Regions from separate parts of the Sus scrofa genome. Here all the other regions are linked to region 3. A link is a contact called in public HiChIP or PLAC-seq data. All regions are on one chromosome and are shown on one strand. Each heading gives the region's core, a stretch centred on a gene start, on an enhancer-like site or on the middle of the called end of the contact. The rest is flanking DNA. Distances are from core to core; before and after follow the strand shown. Region 1 has its middle 89 kb from the start of CALM2. Region 2 has its middle 77 kb from the start of EPCAM. Region 3 overlaps TTC7A (tetratricopeptide repeat protein 7A).

Region 1 (3,405 bases), core at 604-3,103, 210 kb after region 3:
CCTCCCCACTCACCTGGCTCCCCTCCAGGCTCATCAGAACAGGTACAACAGAAAGAGACCTCCTTGGAAGTCTGGGGGCAAGTAGTCTGCTTGGATAAAGTTTTAGTGGAAGTATGCTCTTAGTTCTTAAACTTGTTTTATGAAAAAATTCAAGCACGCACATAGAATAGAACAATGAAGCTTCGTGTTACTATAGCTCAGCGTTGGGGGGAGGGGGCAGGAGCATGCGCTTTAAGGTAACAGGCTCTTGTTAGAAAGAGTCTGCTCGGAGTTCCCTTCCTGGCTCAGTGGTTAATGAACCCGACTAGTATCCGTGAGGATGTAGGTTCCACCCCTGGCCTTGCTCAGTGGGTTAAGGATCTGGCATTGCTGCGAGCTGTGGTGAAGGTTGCAGATGCCACTCGCATCCCTTGTTGCTGCAGCTCCAATTGGACCCCTACCTGGGTACCTCCATATGCTGCAGGTGCAGCCCTAAAAAGACCAAAAAGAAAGAAAGGAAGAAAGAAAGAAAGAAAGAAAGAAAGAAAGAAAGAATATGCTCATTTTTCTTCTTTTATTTTTCTGTATTAAAAACAGATGCATGTACCACCACTTCCCCCCCACCACCACCCACCCCATGGACAAATTTTCCTATGTAGAGCTTATCTAAATGTGAGAAAAGATCTAGCAAGAGTTAAACTCTCCCGATGTGGGCAGGGGTCGGGGGTGTTACTCAAGTACTCCTCCCAACAGCTGGAGAAATAAGGATAATTAAACCGGAGAGAAAGGTCACAGGCAGGAAATTACAGAAGCCCACAAAGTCCAAGTCCCTGCTGCCCCCTATCTCCTTACCCTCCCAGGGCACCCCTGAAGAGCCCAAAATGCGTGGGAAAAAAAGATGCTAGGTAGTGAGGGTATTAATGGCTATTCCCTCGGTCTTACCTCAGTTCTCAGAGCTCTGTTTACTCCTTTTCCTGGTCTGGTGGTGCCCACTTCTAGGACCCTCATGCTGACCATCCTGAGTCCATACTCCCGTTGAAACCTGCTCCAAGGAAAGGGGCTCAGGTTAGTGAGTGAGCTGTAGTATCACCTACAGCAAGGCTGCCCAATAAACTTTCATAATGGGCTATTCTGTGCTATCCAATATGGCAGCCACAAGCCACATGTGGTTATCAAGCCCTTGAAATGCGGCCCTCCATGGAAGGCCTTGAGTGCCAGGTGAAGAAGGCCAGACTTTGCCCTATGCATGGTAGGAAAGTTTTTATGGGAGCAGGAAGACTTTATGGTTTTATTTGCTTATTGGTTTGATTGCTACTATTGACTGATCACGGCCTTCCAGGTGCTGGACCCTGGCCTGAGCTCATGCACACTCTCATTTCATTCTCAAATTCAGCCCTCTGAGATTGATGTTTTACAGATGGAGAAAATGAAGCTCAGTTAAGTGTCATGCAAGTACTGAGTGGCAAAGGAATTTGAACCCAAGTCTGTCTTACTCTGACGCCTCAGAACACAGTGCTGGCTTTAAGAAAATTCAGCTGCTATCAGGATGTGAAAATGGGCTGGAATAGGAGGAGGGTGATGAAATCTCCAGAAACAGCACTGGCACTCAGAGAGGCTAAGTAAATCCTTGTTCATTGAAATTGAATTGAGTGAAGAAGGTTCTGGAAAGTCTTTAATCCCAATGAAGCTGCCAGGAACTAAATCTGGCACAGGCCTCCGAGAAACATATTTTTACCAGGTGGGCTGGGGATCCAAGCCCTTACAGGCTCTCACACAGTTTACTGTCCATTAGAGAAGTTAATAAGCTGAGCCGCTTGGCAGGACTGTCCCCTGGCAACTGTGGCCAAGCCTAGGGCTGCCCTAAGGGGACAGGTGTGAAGTCTTACTGTGTGAAGATGGCATTTCCTGTGTTCAGCTGGGCAGAAGGGCCTGGACCAAGGCCCTCTAGGGCCCAAAGACAAGGACAAACCCACAAATCCAGAGTTCAAGGCAATAGGATCAAGAGGCTCTGATCTCCAGAAAATCACTCTAAGTGAAATCTGTCTTTACACCCTCTGTGCCAAGTTCATTCTTGGATCCTCTCCCAACCTACCCCCAACCAGAACTTTAGTTTCTCATACCCTCCAGGTCCTCTTGTCAGAAAACCTTCCCCAAACTTCTTTTATCCTAAGATGTTGGGACATTAAACCCATTGCATTTTCATCATCTATTCCCCTTACAGAAAAATCATTCCATTGGAATTCCAGGTCCTCAGTATGGGAGGATGGAGGCTGAGCTAAGATCTAGCCTGTTTGTAGACAAGACTAGTCTGGCTGATGTTGAAGCAGTTGGGAGAGTTTCTGAGAAAACAGCTCCAACTAAGCATGTCAAACCAGAAGAGCTAAGTCCTTCAGTCTGCAAGTACTTCCTGGACACCCCAGGGGATCCTGGGACTTTGAGAGGCAAACGGAGCAGTAAAAGAAGCAGCAGGTGAAAGAGCTTTGGACTTGGTGACAGAGGACTTAACCTGAGTTTGAATTGCAGCTCTGCCACTGATGAGCTATATGATCTCAGACAAATTGTTAGCTTTTCTGAGTCTCCTTTCCAGTTTTCTTTGATTTGGGAGACAGAGCTGAGTAGTTAAGAGCTTAAGCTCTGGCACTAGATAGACCTAGGTTTGAATCCTAGTTTTGTCACTCATTGGTGGTGGGCCTTGGGAAAATTCCTTGATCGCTCTATGCCTAAGTTTTCTCATCTGGAAAATGGGGAGAGCAGTTCCACCTTTCCTGGTTGTCGTAAGAATTAAATAGAATAATGAGTTGCAGAGTTCCCTTGCAGCTCAACATTGTCACTGCTGTGGCTCTGGTTACAGCTGTGGTGCAGGTTTGATCCCTGACCCAAGGACTTCTGCAATCTGCAGGCGCGGCCAAAGGAAAAAAAAAAGAATAATGAATGTGCAATGGATGCTTCACAAACTGTCTCAGACAGAATCTCAATATGTTAATTATTATTATATTCATCACTTGTTTCCCCAGGATTAGGGTCAGATGAGGAGGAAAGGAAATACTGGAGTTCCACCATGGCTCAATGGTTACTGAACCCAGCTAGAATCCATGAGGATGTAGGTTCCATCCCTGGCCTTGCTCAGTGGGTTAAGGATCTAGCGTTGCTGTGAGCTGTGGTATAGGCTGCAGATGCGGCTTGGATCCCGAGTTGCTGTGGTGTAGGCCAGCAGCTACAGCTCTGATTTGACCCCTAGCCTGGAAACCTCCATATGCTGCAGGTACAGCCCTAAAAAGACAAAAAGGAAAATGGAAAAAAAAAAAAGAAAGAAAGAAAGAAAGGGAATGCTGGGAAACTGGGGGATGGCTATCAGAAATGAAGCTGGGTCAGTGGGAAGATGAGGCCAAAGAGAAATGACTCAAGCTTAGGACTCAGGAGAACCTA
Region 2 (3,411 bases), core at 138-2,637, 230 kb after region 3:
TAGCCAGGAGTCCCATAAGATCATGAATGCTCATAAATTTAAGTTAGATGGTCTCTCTTCTCAAATCCTTGCAATAGCTCCCCATCTCCCTTGGGGTAAAAACTGAAGCTTCCATCCTGGCTTGAAGGTTCAAGGTGCTCTGGGCCCCGCTGCTTACTAATTTCTTTCTTTCTTTCTTTCTTTCTTTCTTTCTTTCTTTCTTTCTTTCTTTCTTTCTTTCTTTCTTTCTTTCTTTCTTTTGCTTTTCGGGGCCACACCTGTGACATATATGTGTGTGTGTATATATGTATATATATATAATTTTTTTTTTGCTTACTAATTTCTCAGAGCTCCTCTCCTAACAGCTCTTCCCCTCACTTGCCACTACGGCCATATTGGCCTCTTTGCTGCTGTCCCTTAAACTCATCAGACACACTCTCACCCTTTTTGACACTTGCCTATTCACCCTGCATTTTGACACTTGGCTATTTCCTCTCCCTGGAATGCTGGTTCCCCAGATTGCTACGTGACCCACTCCCTCACCTCCTGCAGGTCTCTCTTTGTTTATTTATTTATTTATTTGTCTTTTTGCCATTTCTTGGGCTGCTCCGGTGGCATATGGAGGTTCCCAGGCTAGGGGTCGAATCGGAGCTGCAGCCACCGGCCTACACCAGAGCCACAGCAACACGGGATCCGAGCTGCATCTGCGACCCACACCTCAGCTCACAGCAGCGCCAGATCCTTAACCCACTGAGCAAGGCCAGGGATCGAACCCGCAACCTCATGGTTCCTATTCAGATTCGTTAACCACTGAGCCATGATGGGAACTCCTGAAGGTCTCTATTTAAATGCCACCTTATGGCGAGAGGCTTTCCCCGACCATCCTGTCTAAAATAATACCTCCACCATCCTCTGTGCCCTTAGCCCCCTTAGCTTTTCTTCTAGCACTTATCACAACACGACATAGTATTTATTTCTGTATGTTGTCTGCCTCCCCAACAAGAAGGTAAGCTCCATGGAAACAGAGAACTTTATCTATTTTGTTCCCTGTCCAGCACCTAGAAAACAACCTGGCACATAGTCAGTGCTCAATAAATTTGCGAAATGACTGAATGAATGTGCCAGGCACTAAGCCAAAGTACTGGGACAGGCCATGAATAAGCCTGGGCTCTTGCCCTTGACGAATAGGCTGGCAGACGGGCAAATAATTACAAACCAGAGTGACGAGTGTTGTGTCTAAGTACAGACGTATGTAAAGTACATTTGAAAGCTCAAGGAAGGAAATCGTTCCCTCTGCCTGGAAATCAGAGGAAATCACGAGGATGACGTCACTGGGTGGGGGAGAAAAGGAAAAGGCGTTCTAAGCCGAGAGACGAGAAGGGCACGATCAAGGGCACAGGTCTGTGAAAATATTTGACTTGTTCAGGGGGTGTAGCAAGCAGGCTGGCCTGGCTGGGACGCAGGGCGTGGGGCAGGTGTGGCAGGAGCTAAGTTCCGAAAGACAGCTTCAGGATGTATTATGAATGCGGCTTGTTAGAATGATGACAGTAGATGCTCTGAATTTCAGATCTGTGCCAGGACAATGGAGACATTTCTGGCAAAGAACTCGCTTCTCACCTAAGACCGAGCCCCATGGGAGCAGCCATGCTCTGCTGCTTGGGAAGGTGTGGGAACACTGCAGGGGTCTCCCCAGGGCCACAGGCTAGGGTCTGAGCACCCATGGAAGCGACCTGGCAGCACTTCTTGCCTTCCTGTTACTGATCTAAACAGGACCCTCAGGGAGTTCCCGTCGTGGCGCAGCGGAAACAAACCCGACTAGGAACCATGAGGTTGCAGGTTCGATCCCTGGCCTTGCTCAGTGGGTTAAAGATCCGGTATTGCCATGGGCTGCGGTGTAGACGAAGATTGGCTCGGATCCCGCGTTGCTATGGCTGTGGCGTAGAACAGCAGCTACAGCTCCGATTCTCCCTCTAGCCTGGGAACCTCCATGTGCCATGGGTACGGCCCTAAAAAAAATAAAATAAATAAATAAAAATAAACAGGACCCTCAATAAGGACCCTACCCAGCTCCATGGAGCTCGAGAGTCCTAGGCCACATCTCCTCAGCCTGATCACCAAGAGTCCAAGTTTCCAAATGTCCTTATTTTGCAATCTGACTGAAAAGGGTGGGGAGTGGAAAAATTACAGACGGCAACCACCAAGGGACTGTGGCTTAATATAACTGGTGACCTGGGAAACCAGAGAGGCAGAAAATAATTTCCCTCTCAGACCGAGGGACCAAAGGGGCCTCTCACAGCTGACTCAAAATAAAGACTTTTCCTTCAAGTAGATGAAGAATATTTGTATGTTTGCAGAACAAGAAGATTCTTTCCGTCAGCGTCTTCCTAGGTCGTGTTGCTCCTCCCCCTCCTTCTCCTGCCCGTCTCTGCCCTCAATCTTTCCCGCCTAATTTTTTTTTTTTTTTTTTTTTTTTTTTTTTGGTCTTTTTGCCTTTTTTAGGGCCGCTCCTGCGGCATATGGAGGTTCCCAGGCTAGGGGTTGAATCGGAGCTGTAGCCGCCGGCCTACACCACAGCCATGCAGGATCCGAGCCGCGTCTGCGACCTACATCACAGCTCATGACAACACCAGATTTTTTTTTTTTTTTTTTTTTTTTTTGTCTTTTTGCTATTTCTTTGGGCCGCTCCTGCGGCATATGGAGGTTCCCAGGCTAGGGGTCGAATCGGAGCTGTAGCCGCCAGCCTGCACCAGAGCCACAGCAACACGGGATCCGAGCCGTGTCTGCAACCTACACCACAGCTCACAGCAACGCCGGATCCTTAACCCACTGAGCAAGGCCAGGGATCGAACCTGCAACCTCATGGTTCCTAGTCAGATTTGTTAACCACTGAGCCATGACGGGAACCCCTGTCCCTCCTAACTTTTCCTTTCTTTTCTTTTTCTCTTTTCCCACATGCCCTTTCACCCTGCTCAGTTCCCTGCTCCCCTCTCCTCCCCTCAGCTTAAGCAAGAGACAGATGTTTAAAACTATTAAAGAAGGGAGTTCCCGTTGTGGTGCAGTGGTGGCAAATCCTGCTGGGGGCCATGAGGTTTCAGGTTCAATCCCTGGCCTTGCTCAGTGGGTTAAAGATCTGGCATTGCCTGTGGTACATATAGGTCGCAGATGCAGCTCGGATCTGGTGTTGCTGTGGCTCTCGCGTAGGCCTGCGGCTACAGCTCCAATTGGACCCTTAGCCTGGGAACCTCCATTGCCACAGGTGTGGCCCTAAAAAGACCAAAAAAAAAAAAAAAATCTGTTTTAATAGCACTTTAAACATGGGGCTCTTTGACTGAAAATCAAGTCCATTCTTGATTTTATTTGAAATTGTTGGACATTCATTGCAGCAATATATTTTTGTGTTTTAGTCAATTCTCCAGTGTTCAGGGCTGATTA
Region 3 (3,321 bases), core at 120-2,619:
CCATTACCGGTCAGGGATCACTGAAGAATGTCATTGCTCTTCAATTGAAACTGCATCCTGCCACTCCAGCTGCTCCCTGCATTGGGAACACGCTGTGTGTGGCTCCAGCTGTTGCCACGGCAGTTAATTAAACCTCTCACCCCATAAATATCACTGCGGCCAAAGGGGAAAAAAAAAAATCAATCCCCTTCGCCCTGACCTCAGCATCCCCAACAAGGTCTGTATTCTAAGCACTTAAAGGCCTGTGGTCTGGGTCTGTCTGCCACCCAGTGCCCTGCCGATGGCTGTGTCAGGTGGCTGGGACCTGTTGAGGCGCTTCCTTTCTGCACAGGCTGCCTTAGTGAAGGAGAGGCTGGCAGGGTGGTGTCAGGGGTGGAGGAGGCCTGGCACAGGCGATGCTGGTGGGTGGCACAGACCCCTGTCCTCGTGAGCCTGTCCCCACGTGGGAGCCATAGCAGGTCCCTGCCTGTGCCACCTCCAGCTTGCCCCTCCTTCACGTGCCTCCATCCTCTCCTCTGCTTAAAGGCTCCCATCTGTCCGACCTCCCTCTACCTCCAAGGTCTTGTGAGACTCAGATAAGAAAAGATTGCACAAGCGGTTTTGCTACTGGGTTCAAGGACAGCGGGGCGGGTGGGGGTGGGGGTGCGGGTCTGGAAGATGGTCCACAAACAGTGTAAGGCTGTGATCTGGGTTGTGAGGGAGGCAGTGCAGGCCATGGGCCAGGCGGTGGGGAGCGGGCTGCTGTGATAAGGTGTTCGGACTCCGTAGCTGCCCAAGAGGTCACCATTCCTACAGGGAGACTTAAGCCTCCGGGAGAAAAACCCAGCTTTCGTGGAGTTGACTTTTGAAAACCCTCCTGAATTCAGGGATTAGAAGGCAAAGCAAAGAGGATCTCAGTTTCCGTGCGGCGGGGCGGCTGTTCGTTAACAGAGCTTGCGTTTCAAAAGGCAGGAACGTGATAAGGCAGAGAACAATGCCCTGTGGGGACAGCGTGAACCTGGCACAGGGTGTGTGGGGGGAGACCAGACACCCAAGCAGTTTCCTGAAATCCCAGGGGCTTCAGGCTAAGAAGCCCTGGACACATGGGCAGGCCGGGCTGTCGCTGGCCGGTGTGTAGGGGGCCTCAAGGGGGCAGCAGGCTCCCTGTTTGGAGCTGGGTTCCGAGCCAGATCAGGCCTCGGAATGGGAGAGGTCCAGCAGCCAGCGCAGAGATGCCTGTGTGGGTCGCTTCTCCGGATTGGGACTCAGCTGGGAGGGTCATGGGGAACAGGCTGCTGATAAGCTTGGTTCCCGAAGCCACGGACTCCGTCGGGTGCTGGTTTTAGGTAACAGATTCCTTGTGCTTTAGTCAGGCCGCTTGTCAGGGGACGGTCGCCATAGTAACCAAACAACATTCCTGGGCTAATGATGGGAGCTTTCCAATAACCAGTCCGTCAGTCACTGCTCCCACCCTGGGCCTGGCAGCCTGCCAGACCGGTTTTGAAAGCCCAGGCCATGGGTTGGTTGGCAGAAGAGGAGCCAACTGGTTTGTCCTTCCCTTCCCCTCGGTGGCAGGGCCACCTCCTCCCACTCTGCCTGGGAGTTTCTGCCCAGCCCAGGTCCTGGAACACTTGGAAGGTCCTGGGGGAAGGGGTGTCGGAGCCCTAGGGAGCGCTCCCCAGAGCAGGAGCTATATGGCCCTCTTGACAAGCCAGAGCTCGCCACGTAGAAACAAATGGAACCAGTCACAGCATCTCCCCCAGGAAACCTGGGCTGTTTTGGAAAATGTTTGAGTTGACAGACTAGGTGTTAGCTGGGGCCAGACCTTGGCTGAATCCGGCTAAGGCCAACGTCAGCTTCAAGGGCTCCCCTCTGATTCCCTACCTGGCCAGCCTCACCTTTTTCTTAGGTTTGCGTGTGTTAAATGTCCAGTCGTGCAGAAATGATCGGAGGCCTGGGGCTTCTGTGAATATCTCCACCTTAAACTCGGCATGTTTGCTGGATGGTTCTTATTAGGGACTTGCCATAGATCAAAAGGACACTTAAAATACCAGTGCTTCAGCGAGGGGGCTGGAATCAAAGGTATTAGCACAAACAGAGTTTTTCACCTTGCCAGGTTCATTAGACATTTTTGGCTGCCACAGTCCCTGGTGAGGACAAGAGCCGCAGGGTAAACTTGCAGGGCATGTGGTTGATGGGAGTGTTAAGCCAGCCATAATCATGGGCACTGGCCCACTCTTCCCCAAAGGTCAGCTCCTGCTCAGCTAAGCTGGGTTGACATTCAGCATGTCCCTTCTCTGGTTGTTCTGTGGAGCCTCCTGTGACCTCACTGTGTGACACTGCAGTCTGCTAGTGTCCTCACTCTCTCTGTGGCTTCTGCTTACACTCCAGCTAGGAGGGTAGATGATCCAGGGGGTTTGATTTGGGGAAGAAGATGGAAAGGGGGGACAGACAGTTATTTGCAGGCTTTCCAAAAGGAATTCTTTGTTTGAAAGTGGTTTGGGGGAGTTCCCTTTGTAGCTCAGAGGTAACCCACCTAACTAGTGTCCATGAAGGTGTGGGTTTGATCCCTGGCCCCCACTCAGTGGCTTAAGGATCCAGCACTGCCATGCACTGTGGCGTAGGTCACAGATGCGACTTGGTTCCTGCGTTGCTATGGCTGTGGCATAGGCCGGCAGCTGTAGCTCCCATTTGACCCCTAGCCTGGGAACTTCCATATGCTGCAGGTGCAGCCCTAAAAAAACAAATAAATAAAGTGGTTAGCCCTTTGCTTCCTGATCCTCCTGGAGGATCCACATTTGCTGGAGGCAGGCACTGTGTTCCCGGAGCCTTTGGTTTTCAAGCAGGCGTGGCCCATTCCCAAGTCCCTGGGAAAGGATCCAGGAGGCTTTTTAATGCCCATTAAGTAAGGCTGCCCCTGCCCCTGCAGTGGGTGGTCTTAGGTCCCCAGGTCTGCTCCCTGGGTAGAGATTATAGACCAAGACCAAGGTGTTTGCTTCTTGGTGTCTTATGCTGCGCTGGAGCAAACATTTGTTCCGTTGAAGTACCTGCTTTCTGGAAATTCTTCCACCCTGGAATGAGTTTGGAATGGGTCTGTGGGGTTTGGTTCATATATTTCAAGATTAAGAATTTGTGTCCAGCGGTAACTGGAGGTGACCTGCCTCTGAAGGAAGCCGGGCCGGAAGGCCCCTGGTTCAGACATCTGTCAGGAAAGCTAAGGGTGTGCTGTGGGTGCTGGTGGCTGTTCTGCAGGTGGGGCAGGGCTTTGAAGCAAAGAGGTGCTAATCCTGGAGGCAGAAGCTTGCGGGCTCTCAATTTTAAAGCTTCAAAGTCAAAGCATAT

Evidence for each region. HiChIP or PLAC-seq counts read pairs in DNA pulled down with a chosen protein or histone mark.
Region 1: a contact with region 3 is called in an H3K27ac HiChIP or PLAC-seq map of skeletal muscle. The contact joins two enhancer-like sites. A contact is called at or near these places in 2 of 2 datasets of contacts at active chromatin or transcription factors (alveolar macrophages and skeletal muscle).
Region 2: a contact with region 3 is called in an H3K27ac HiChIP or PLAC-seq map of skeletal muscle. The contact joins two enhancer-like sites. A contact is called at or near these places in 15 of 47 Hi-C or Micro-C datasets (adipocytes, brain, embryonic fibroblasts and 9 more) and 2 of 2 datasets of contacts at active chromatin or transcription factors (alveolar macrophages and skeletal muscle).

Annotation. Positions count from the first base shown.
Region 1 is chr3:93,281,454-93,284,858 of Sscrofa11.1, reverse strand. No RefSeq gene overlaps it. Among named protein-coding and RNA genes, the nearest start is that of CALM2, 89 kb to the left of the region's middle. Within about 2 kb of position 1,853, at least 6 of the 83 cell types and tissues checked have an H3K27ac peak or open chromatin away from gene starts, as enhancers often do. A contact at or near this core is called in skeletal muscle, where this site is marked.
Region 2 is chr3:93,260,122-93,263,532 of Sscrofa11.1, reverse strand. No RefSeq gene overlaps it. Among named protein-coding and RNA genes, the nearest start is that of EPCAM, 77 kb to the right of the region's middle. Within about 2 kb of position 1,387, at least 31 of the 83 cell types and tissues checked have an H3K27ac peak or open chromatin away from gene starts, as enhancers often do. A contact at or near this core is called in liver, mesenteric adipose tissue, retroperitoneal adipose tissue and 2 more, where this site is marked.
Region 3 is chr3:93,494,874-93,498,194 of Sscrofa11.1, reverse strand. All of the region lies in intron 15 of TTC7A (tetratricopeptide repeat protein 7A), which reads left to right. Among named protein-coding and RNA genes, the nearest start is that of TTC7A, 95 kb to the left of the region's middle. Within about 2 kb of position 1,369, at least 49 of the 83 cell types and tissues checked have an H3K27ac peak or open chromatin away from gene starts, as enhancers often do. A contact at or near this core is called in liver, mesenteric adipose tissue, retroperitoneal adipose tissue and 2 more, where this site is marked.